Linked DNA regions of Mus musculus: region 1 is linked to region 2. Evidence: chromatin contacts called from public Hi-C data. All regions are on one chromosome and are shown on one strand. The core of a region is the stretch at or near the end of the contact, and the rest is flanking DNA. Distances in the headings are between cores, read along the strand shown. Region 1 overlaps Dab2ip (disabled 2 interacting protein). Region 2 has its middle 11 kb from the start of Gm13446.

Evidence for each region. Hi-C and Micro-C count contacts between places; a contact is called where the count stands out from the background.
Region 1: a Hi-C map of the N1E-115 cell line shows a contact between it and region 2, with 5 times the contacts expected there. The contact joins two enhancer-like sites. A contact is called at or near these places in 22 of 39 promoter capture datasets (the 3T3-L1 cell line, 3T3-L1-derived adipocytes, the C10 cell line and 13 more), 1 of 15 datasets of contacts at CTCF or cohesin (large pre-B cells), 33 of 484 Hi-C or Micro-C datasets (3T3-L1-derived adipocytes, the AML12 cell line, B cells and 25 more), 8 of 115 datasets of contacts at active chromatin or transcription factors (craniofacial prominence, differentiating embryonic stem cells, embryonic stem cells and 3 more) and 3 of 9 other capture datasets (adipose tissue, liver and pancreatic islet).

Annotation. Positions count from the first base shown.
Region 1 is chr2:35,648,547-35,653,650 of GRCm38.p6, reverse strand. The region is part of intron 2 of Dab2ip (disabled 2 interacting protein); the gene reads right to left. Among named protein-coding and RNA genes, the nearest start is that of Dab2ip, 29 kb to the right of the region's middle. Within about 2 kb of position 2,225, at least 5 of the 459 cell types and tissues checked have an H3K27ac peak or open chromatin away from gene starts, as enhancers often do. A contact at or near this core is called in the N1E-115 cell line, where this site is marked.
Region 2 is chr2:35,566,423-35,572,165 of GRCm38.p6, reverse strand. It overlaps a transcript of Dab2ip not described here. Among named protein-coding and RNA genes, the nearest start is that of Gm13446, 11 kb to the right of the region's middle. Within about 2 kb of position 2,240, at least 8 of the 459 cell types and tissues checked have an H3K27ac peak or open chromatin away from gene starts, as enhancers often do. A contact at or near this core is called in the N1E-115 cell line, where this site is marked.

The sequences.
Region 1 (5,104 bases), core at 976-3,475, 82 kb before region 2:
GACTTTTTAAGGAATCCCACTTAGGAGTATTCTGGTGGGCTTACCAGAGGTGACAGCTTTTGAGACATTTTGGAAGTACTGAAGATGAGATACAGACAGGTCTACTGAGAGCAGCCATAATGGTAGTGCAGGCAGACTCTGGGCTCAGGATATGGTGTGGGACAGGCACAGCAGTGAGTCTGCCTGCTCCTGTAGACCCCTGCCGAGGCTGCAGAGCCTCCTGGCCTCCAAGTTCCACACCACCAACCCACCCTGGAGAAGGGACACGTCATGAGGACATGCAAGGCAAGGGTCCCTTAAGAAACCTAACAGCCTGGAGAAAGGGTGGGGATGACACAGGACTCAGAAAGGCTACATAAACATGGCCCTCTGATACTCACCCCGCCCCTGCTCCTCCTCCCCAGGCCCGAGCAAACATCCATGTACAGAAATCAGGCAGGCCTCTCTCAGGTCTCAGGCACTGCTATGACAACAGAGAGCAGTCAGGGAGTGGCTCGCTGTTCTATAAAGCCCCAAGCCTGTGGACACTGGCTTTAACATTCAAGTGGCTTGGAAGCCTGAAAGCCACATTTCTAGGCAGACCCTAGGCTAGAGTTTCAGGAACGCCACCCTACCAGGGTGCCTCCCCTTGCATTAGCCTCTCAACCTGGTCCTACAGCCTCAGGGCTAAGATCCCATGGCCAGGCTGGTGGTCTAGTGACTCACAGCCCTTCCCCCTTCTGGGTGAGCAAATGCTCTTGGCAGAGTCACCCAGCAGAGTGGGCGGGACCCCCCATTCTTATACCCATGTAACCACATGACAGGAGCTGACCCAGCACACGCAATTCAGGAAGCTTCCACCAGGTCTTTTGCTAAAGCTTTTCACGACTCCTTTGATCCTCATAACCCACTATGCAGATGGGGCATTAGAGGCTCAGAAAGGGAAAATTTTGCATAGGGTCACACAGCCAAGAAGAAGCAGTGTTGAGTTCAGCCTGTGTACACACTCCACAACGCAACCATGAGGCCCTGAACCTTAGCCATTCTGTGACTTGGTTTCCTCATTCCTGCAATGAAAGCTGTTCTAGAAGCTAGCAAACCTCTAAACCCTCTATTTCTTGGGCACACTCCCCCACCATACCAGTGGAAATTCATTTGCTGTGATAACAAATGAAAGAGACCTTTTGAGAGCAGTGGCTAACCCAAAGATGGTCAGATAATCCTAGCCTCCCAGACACGCAACAGTCTGGGCTAGCCCTGGAGCAAGGCCGGGAGAAGTGCTAACCAATGGGGAACATCCCAGGGGATCTCTGACTTGAGCGGCAAGAAAGCCAAACTGCAAGGGCAGCAGCACCCGGAGTCCCAGGGGCAGCAGGCAGCGTGGCTACATGCCTTTCCACTAGGAAAACAGACGCACTTGGAGATGGCACCACGGGCAATTGTCCTCCCACAATCTGGCAGTTGCAGGTTGCCCTGGGAGTCGTGGCCTCAGAAGGATCAGAGGCAGAAACAAAGTCTGGGCAAGAGCTGATGTTCTTCTGGGGCTCCTAGGAGCTGGTGGGCCAGCTAGACCTTCATCTCAGAGTTGGTAGTCACAGTGGCCACAGACGTAGATTTGAAGAGGTAGCTGCTCCCCACTTCATCCCCATCTAATTAATTTGCTCCCTGTTGCCCCCCTCAACTCCCCTTCACTCCACCAGCCCCTAGCAGGTGCCCGCAGCAGGAGCTGAGGATTCCAAGGAATCAGATGCCAGTCCTGCCCTTGAGAAGGTCATGATCAGCTGGTGGAAGGGAGGCACGTAGTGAATCGTTAGTGACAGAGCGGAAGAGAGGAAGGACATGAGGACACATCCTGGAGCTGGGAAGAGAATGTCTGCCCAGGAAGACCAAAGCAAGGGATGGAAAGGTGGCAAAAAGATCAACCAGTCCGAAGTCAGAGGCTGAGGCAGTCCTTCCAGGCCCTGGATGCCCGGATGCCAGGCTGGAGAGAGAAATGGAGCCACCTGCTCCCACTAGAGGCCATCTGAGGCACTAGGGCGGGGGAGGGGTGTGGCTTCTCTAAGATGTTCTCTAAGCAATCCACAGGCAGTTATTCATCGAGACGTTAGACTTGTGTACGAAACAGATGTCAGTATCTGCCACCTCCACAGAAGGCCTCCTGGCTTCAGAAACAATCCCTGCCCAAGAACTCACATGTAATTACATCTGTAATCCAACCCCAGTGCCATGTGATCACTTTGTATTCACAGCAGGAAAATGTGAGGGAATGAGGGGTGGAGGGTGATGTGGTTCAGTGGTACAGTGCTTGCCCAGCCTACACACAGTCTTAAGCTTGATTCCCAGCACGGTATAAGCCAGGCATGATGGTGTATGCCTGTCCTCTTAGCACTTAAGAGGGGAGGCAGAAGACCAGGAGCCCAAGGTCTGGTCAGTGAACCTAGACACCAGTGAACTCTAGGCTAATAGTGAGAGAGCCTGTGTCTCAGGGAGAGGAAGTGAGGGGAGAGAGGGAGAGAGAGGGAGAGAAGCTGAGAAGGGACCTCAAAGTCAACACACATGTGCACACAAACAAACACTAATGGATACACACATGTGCACACACACAAACAAACACTAATGGATACACACATGTGCACACACACAAACACTAATGGATACACACATGTGCACACAGACAAATACTAACATATACACACTTGTGCACACACACAAACACTAATGGATACACACATGTGCACACACACACAAACACATACACACAGAGAGCAAGAAAGTGGAAACAGGAAGGCGGCATCTGAACCTTACCTCTGTCCAGGCTCCTGATCCAGGAAGGGGATAGGGCCTGCAGGACCACAGGTTGGGTACAAAGAAATAACCTCTCAGGCACTGTGTTGAGCAAGGGAAAGCGGGAGAGGGGAGCATGGATTCCGATGTCAGCTCTGGCCCTTACTGTGTGACCCAGCACAGTGTGCCCCCTCTCTGAGTCTATCATTCCTCATCCATAAGGAGGGGACTAAAAAATGATACTGGCTAGCACAGACTGGCCACAGGCAAGCCATTAAGGTCCATGACTCCTTCCACATCCAAGTGCTGGAGGAAGGAGCTTCAGCGGGCCCTTCCACTCTGCTCAATGTAGTCATCTTAGAAAGCAAAGTGTGTGTGGCCTGGAACTGTAAGGAGGAAATGAACACCACTGCAGTCTGCCTCATGGACCTGCCAAGAACAGGTTTATGATCCTCTACCATGTCACCACAGTCAGTATAGTCAGCCATGCTGAGCTTGGAACCCCGTGCAGAGAACCTGACCCACCATCTGCCTCACCTGGAATGCCCCCCTATTCCCTCCCAAAGTGGTGGAGAAGCTAACAAGGGGCCCAAGGAACCTCTAGGCAATTCAGTATGGCAGGGTCTAACCATTTAGTAGGCCCAGCCTGGTGACTTCAGGGCCCTAACCCTACTTGTCAGCTCACACACTAGCCTTTCACCCTGAGCCTCTCCTGATACAAGCCTGCTGTGGCCCCAAACCTTGGTCCTCCAATGACCCCAAGGGCCACAGTAGAGATCCAGCTCTCTGAAGAAATCGGGCCAAGCCAGCTCAGCCAGCCCCAACTGTCATTGGTCAACCGGATGTTCCCTGACCAGTGTTACTGTCACCACAGATCATCCTGCAGCCTCCATAACTCAATGGCTCCCTGTGGTCAGGGGTACAAACTAAGACCTCAGCTCTCACTAAGAGCCACCCAGATGTCCACTCGCTGCCCTCTGCTGCCTCCCGCTGGTGAGAAAACAGCCTGCAGACAGGCCAGCTCTACCCATGCTACTGTCCCCTTAGAACACTAGCTCTGGTTTCCTAAGCCTCTCACTCTCTCATCTCTCTCCAACTCCTAGTCCCAGCTGCACCTCAGAGCTCTATCAGGGATGCTGTTGCTTTGGGGCAGTAAGGGACAGTGTGAAGGGGGAGAAATAGGCCCCGCTACCTGGGGTTCTGGGCAAAGTATGGGAAGGGTGGACCCTGAAACACAAGCAGCAGGGTTAGACACCGGCTAACCGCCTACCTGCAGGCTTTGAAGCCCTCACAGCTGCCCTGTTTGGAGATGAAGAAAGAGGTCTGGAGACAGGTGACTTACCCACAGAGGGGAGCAGTGGCCCTCCCAGGTGCTCTGTGGGGAGACGTCAGCACTGTCTCCCTGGAGCACAGGTCGAGAGGAAAAGCCTCACACCATTCCACCTCCCCTTCACTGAACCCAGAATGCCACCCTGAATGAGAACGCCTGTAAGGAGCCTGTGACACAGCCCAAGAAGCAGTCTTCACACCCTCACGGTCATAAGGGAGGCCCCGGCAGAGACCAAGGGACACTCTGGAAGGTTCTAGAGCTGCAAAGAAGGTGTGCAGAGCTGTGTTTGTTCCCTTTCTTTCCTCTCCATGTCCCTATCCAAGCTGCCCAGGCTGGGCTAGTGCTTCCTGTAACTGACCAAGCAGGCTCCCACAAGGGCATGTAAGCTCAGGGGATCAAGGCTTAGGTGAGAAGAGCAGTTGGCTTGATCCTTTAACCCATCCTGAATGGCACCCTGACTCCCCGAATAAGCACAAATCCTGTTCATTCAGCCAGGAGATTGTTGCTGCCCCCTAGACCTGCACATCCTGAACAACTCCTGCATCTGGTGGTCTGACCAAAACCTACCTAAAACAGTCCCTCTCTAGAAAAGGGCCTCCTTCTGCAGAAGGCACACATGGCCAGATTGGTAGATCCTTCGGCCACCTCATCCACCTTCTACTCGCCTGTTCACACATAGGGAGACTACGGTAGGGAGAGGACAGAACAGCTGAAAACCTCAAGTGGGTACAAAGTACAAAGGCTTCTGTGCTCCCACTAACGCCCCTCACATTTCTTCTCCCTCAGCTTTTCCTTCCTGCTTCCAGCACGTCACTCGGGACCATTGGTCTGTTCCTGTTTGGGTCTATCTTCCTCTAACTATTGTCTCTTTTGTTGAGAAACTCCTGCATGTCCCTTAAAACCCAGTCATAAAGGTCCCCACTGTAAGAATTCTCTCATCTTCTTTTAGCCAGAGAGCCTTCATTCTGGGTTCCCACAGCACCCCAGGCACCGTCCCTGAATCAGAAACAC
Region 2 (5,743 bases), core at 991-3,490:
CCTGCCTGCAACACTATAGAGAAGCGATCAGATGAGCCTGCAAGTTTCGCGGTTATTTGGAGTAAGTCACCTGAAGTTCACCACCATCAGGAGTCATGGCTGCCTTGTGTAATCATGGGGAATTATTTAGTAATAGCAGAGGTAGCGTGATCTAATTTAGTTTTAATGCCAGGAGGTGCCCTCCCAGAATTATCAGCCTCAGAGCAATTCTGACTTCCAGGTTTGTTTCACTTTCTGGAGAGGATTTGACTCAAGGCACCTGAAGTTGCTTCTTTGTCACCCAAAGTCATCTAGGGTTGAAACAGATTCTACCTCCACGCATTGAAAAACAGTACTGAGAGCAGCCGGGCCACAGGAAGCGAGGGTGGACACCCAGCTAAGTGGAAGCGCTGGGTGGAACTTGATCCATCAGGTATTTGCTGGGAGAGCCCTAATTTCCCTCCTACTTATTACCTCCTTCTTCAGGCAGCCCAGACTCTGCTGTTATGTGGGTAAAACTAATGATAGTCATAGATGGGAGCCGATTTTAGCTATTTTAACACTTTACCACACATCGCATCCTGTGGAGGAAGTGGCGGCTGCCGAGTGTGCAGATGGGGACACTGAGGCTGAGAGGGTGAGGCATTCGCTCCGGTCATACTGTGAATAAGAAGACTGGCTGGGATCTCAACCTTCCCGAATTCATACTCTGTAATAATCCTGAGCCAGGCATGGCGGCACCTGCGGGTGATCTCCAGCACCCCACAGCAGAGGAAGACATAGCAGACAGAGTTCAAGGCCAGCCTGGTTTACACTGCGTTTCAGGCCAGTCAGGGCTTTAGAAAGAGACCCTGTCTCATTATGAAAGAAAAGGAGGAAGAGGAGGAGGAGGAGAAAGGAGAGGAGAGGAGGGGGAAGAATCTTGAAGCGTTCAGTCACTTTAACCCCTTATAATCAACCAGAAGTGATTGCTACTGTTTTTTCTTTTTTCAGAAGAGGTCTGTTTGGCCAAAGTAGATGTAGTGAGGAGATAGAAAAGTCAGGAATGGAACCACGAGTCTAATTCTAAACCCAGTGCAGCCTTGGCTGGGTACCAGGCTCTCAATGAGGCGTGCCCAGCTGCCCAGCTGCCCAGCTCTGGTCTTTGCTTGCAGCTTCTGCACAGAGCCTCCTCCCTGCACCCACTTCCCATTCAGAAGCCAGTGTCTCCTGTTGTCATCCTGCGTGCTAACAAAACCTACTTTGAGATGCTTATTTGTCCAACACTATCCTTCCGGCAGAGGGTGGCCTGGTTCCACAGGAAGGGTCAGGAGGTGGACTGGCTTGTCACCATTCTCCCTGGGGACTGAGGCCACACCCAGGTCTCTGTAGGCTTTGCCTTTCCATCTCTACAGGAACAGCAGGATTAGGCTTTCTTATTGAATTTGTGGCCTGGAATTCAACAGTCCTCTTGACCTGTCCGCACTGGGATTAGTCCCCATTCCCAGGTTTTAAAACCAGCTCTTTAAATCGACAAGCTGCAGAACTCTTGTTTCATCTCATTTTGTGGGGAGGATGTGGAGGGAAATTGTCTGTTTGTTTTGAGCCTGAGTCTGCCTTAGTCACTGCTCTATTGCTGTGGAGAGACGCCATGATCAAGGCAACTCTTATAAAAGGAAGCATTTAAGTGGGGGCTCGTTTACAGTTTCAGAGGCTGAGTCCATTGTTACCATGGTGGGGAACATAGCACTGGAACAAGAGCGAAGGATTACATCCTGATCTGCAGGCAGAAAGAGGGTGGGGAGAGCGAGGGGAGACAGACAGACTGGGCCTGACATGGGCTTTTGAAACTTTAAATGCCTCCTTCCAGTGATACACTTCCTCCAACAAGGCCACACCTTTTAATCCTTCTAATCTCTTCAAACAGTTCCACTCCCTGGTGACTAAGCATTCAAATCTATGGACCTATGGGGGCCATTCTTATTCAACCTACCACAGAGTCTTATGTAGCCCAAACTAGCATCAAACTAGGTAGACAAGGAAAACCTTGGACTCTTGATCCCCAGCCTCCGCCTCTCAAGGGCTGGGATCATCGCCACTGTATTCAGCTCAGAACTCCCATGTCAGAAGAAAACCGCCAGTTGGAAGGAAGCTGATCTGCTGGGAGTTGGGTAAGTAAAAGAGGTCTCTCCCGCTCACAGCCCCGCATGTCTCCTCAGTGAAGGCCGATGAGACCTGTGTGAACTAAGCTGTGCCTCCCTGGGTCCCACCTCAGAACACCTGACTGTCCCTGCGGCAGTCTAAGAGGAACCTCAGCAAAGCCAGCTGGACCTGGTTGCCACGTGACCTGTCTGGTAGTGTCTGTTCCCAAGCACCAACAAGTTCAGTGTGCCCTGCACATGCCGGGTGGCCAGGACAAGCTGTGCCCTGACTACTTATCCACTTCTCTGTGTGTCATTTAAATCCTCCTGTCCTTTCTCACCACCTTCTAACCAGTGACCCCAGTTACCACTTTCTGTTGCCTTATAGTAGACACCCCTTCCCCTGGACAGCTGCCTCCTGACATGGTGGACACCATCGACACTCTTGCTATTGATACTAAGCTTCCCAGAGGATATGCGCAAAAAGGGACACCAACTCAGAGTAGGAGCTAGTGGGGTTAGGCACTGCGTGTGAAGAGGAAGCAGGCTCTCTGTGTCTCTCTGTGTCTGTGTGTGTCTCTGTCTCTGTCTCTGTCTCTGTCTCTGTCTCTGTCTCTGTGTCTGTCTCTCTCTCTCTCTCTCTCTGTGTGTGTGTGTGTGTGTGTGTGTGTGTGTGTGTGTGTGTGTGTGTGTGTGTGTGTGTTTTGAGACAGGGTTTCTCTGTATAGCCCTGGCTGTCCTGGAACTCACTTTGTCAACCAGGCTGACTTCAAACTCAAGGATCCGCCTGCCTCTGCCTCCTGAGTGCTGTTTAAAGGCGCACACCACTACACCCAGCCTGGAAGCAGGTGTTTTAGGCCCAGAACTGATAAACAGGAATTATTGGAGGAGCTGTTTAAGGAGCTGTCAGCCACTCAGCCTGACTGAAACCTGGCTTGGACTTGGTGACCCTTGCAGGTAGAGGAAGTAGCTACCCAGACTTGTCAAGGACCTTTAGGGACAATTCAAGATCTGTTTAAGATCTGGAGATTAATCTTGAGGACTCTGGAAAGCCAATGAAGGTGATAGGCAAGATCTGCATTTGGCAGCTCATCTGACCAGACACAGACTAGGGGCCTGTGAGCTTCATGACCCATCTCTCCTCCCAGTCTCCCTCACACACACACAGACCAGACAGCCTGGTTCCTTCTGAGACACAGCACATGGACATGGGTTAGGGTGCTCCAGGCTGCGTTGTCCTTTCTATGCTGACTGGTCCCAGCCTGGAATGTGGTCTGTGGTCTCTCATCTCTCACCTTAGGGCAGGACATCAACACCATCTCCACTGGGTAGAGCTGTGGTTTGAAGTCTGAGACACTGCTCTCCCCACCCCTCAGTTCCTTATCTTGCTTCTGCTCCTCACAGCCATTCCTCAGCCCTGCAACCCTCCCTTGGTCCTGGCTAATGGTCCTCTCTCCAAATACAAGCTCTTTTGTTCATCAGGCAGCTTGCTTGGCCCTCAGCCGTAGCTTGATCTTAATGAGCCCAGGGTCAACTGAAGGATGAGGCGGCTCCATTAGACTGTTGCTGGCTACAGCTTGGTACTCTGTCCTTCCCTGCTCAAACATTCCGTCTGTAGCCCTTTCTACTCTAGGACAGTGAGGGTGGTGCTCTCTCTCTCTCTCTCTCTCTCTCTCTCTCTCTCTCCTCCCCCTCCCTCATTCCCTTCCCTCTCTGTACCTATCCCGTAATTCATGAGCCCCTCTCCTGGCCCTATAGCCGCCTGAGTGTTGGGAGCACCACCACCCCGTGACAGGGGTACTTAATTTGGCCATGACTGGGGACATCTTTGTCCAGCTGGACTCAACAAAGTAGTCTGTAATTCACAGGTCAGCACCACCCCACTCCAACAGTTACCATGAACACCCGTTGAAGGTTAAAGGCTTCTGCTCCAGGCTGAAGCTTCTCCCCACCAGGGTTCCCTCCAGCCTCTCCTGCTGTGGGGCCCAGGTTTCTTCGAACCATTGAGGTGGGCCTCACTTCTGTCGGATGAAGCTAAGTTCTCTCTATGAAGGCTCCAAAGGCTGCTTAGTACCGCCCCATGTGCTAGCTTATCAGAAGAGGCTCACCTGAGGCCCTTTAGAGCTTGCAAAGTCCTTTTTTCATTGCATTAAGTCTTTCAGCCAGCCACTATTTACTCAATACACATTCAAGGGAAAGTGCTCCGCCAGAGAGTTGAGGCTCCAAGGTGTGAGCAGCAGGCAAAGGCCACAGAGCATGGCAGGGTGGCCTTGATCCCTGAGCAGAACACATGAGGGAGATGGGGCTGAGGCATGTAAGATCACACAGTAGAAAGGCCCTCTGGTCTAGGGCAGGATCTGGGGGAGAAGGACCCCAATGGAGGCTGGCAGAGATACAGGGATGGGGGGATGGGATGGGGGGACTTCAAGGGGAAGACTGACATGGGTTCCCCAGGCAGAGGGCACAGAGCCCAAAAGCAGAACTAGGTACTAGGAATAAACGGTTGTAAGAATAGACTTATGCCCCACTGTGCTACTGTTGCTTCACACAGTAGGCCTTCAACAAGGAACTGCCCCTGTGTAGTGTTGAGGGAGACATACCGCTCCATGTCTAGGATGCCTCCATAGCAAAGGGCAACATGAGACCACGCAGTGCGTGAGTCCTGGGGTGCTCTGGAGACAAGTGCCTCGGCCTTTTCAGCAGCCACGGTGCCTTGGTCTGGCCATTCTGAACAGACCTGGCCATTAGCCTGCGGGGGCTGAGGTAAGCAGAAAGACTCTTACACTCCTTCCCATGCTCACATGAAGGTTTCTGCAGCCACAGAGTCCTCTTCGCTGGGACACCGTCCCTCTCCCACAGGCCCTGCTCCCATCTGTCTGCACGTGGAGGAGCTAGGGGAATGTAGGTCACAGGCAGGAAGTCTGGCTTGTGGTGATCCAGCTGCCCCGCACAGCCATCAGATTGGATGAGCATCCCTCCACCCCTTCTGCCCTGCTCTCCTGGGTTAGTGTGACCCAGGCCACCCTGCTGCCCAAGTGAGGGCAAGGCAAACCTCCTAGTCATTGGCCTCTTCTCTGTAAAATTGTCCCTCTACTGGACAAGGTAGCCTCTTCAAAAGATGAAGCAATCTATCTGCCTGAAAGCATTTTCAGACATAGCCCAAGGGATATCCCAGAACGAGAGGAAAGCTATGACCATAGTTGGTTGGGCTGGCTTTCCAGGGGAGGGGTGTGAATTATGAATGACACATGAGAGCCCCATCCCTCCATGCTGAAATAGGGGTCTCATCTGAAAGAATTATCACAAACACCCCATAAAAAGCCACCACATGGCCCTGCAGACACAGACATCATTCCCACTTCCATTTAGAATCTGCTTTACCACTGTGTCCTGCTTCTCAGCATCCCCTGCAACCAGGCCAGAGGTTTGGGCCCTTTCTCACTCCACCATCTCAGACTCAAAGCTTTTAGTCTGGCTGGCCAGGCAGCTCGCAGCCCAGAGGTGGCACCTGACAGAGTGGCAGCTAGACTCATCAGCATTAGAAGAATAGCAGGAAGCCCAGGGTACCCAAGCGGCATCGTCAGAAAGCATTCCCGGAGGAGGCGTCCACATACGGGTGGGACAGACCAGAGTCAAGGTGAACG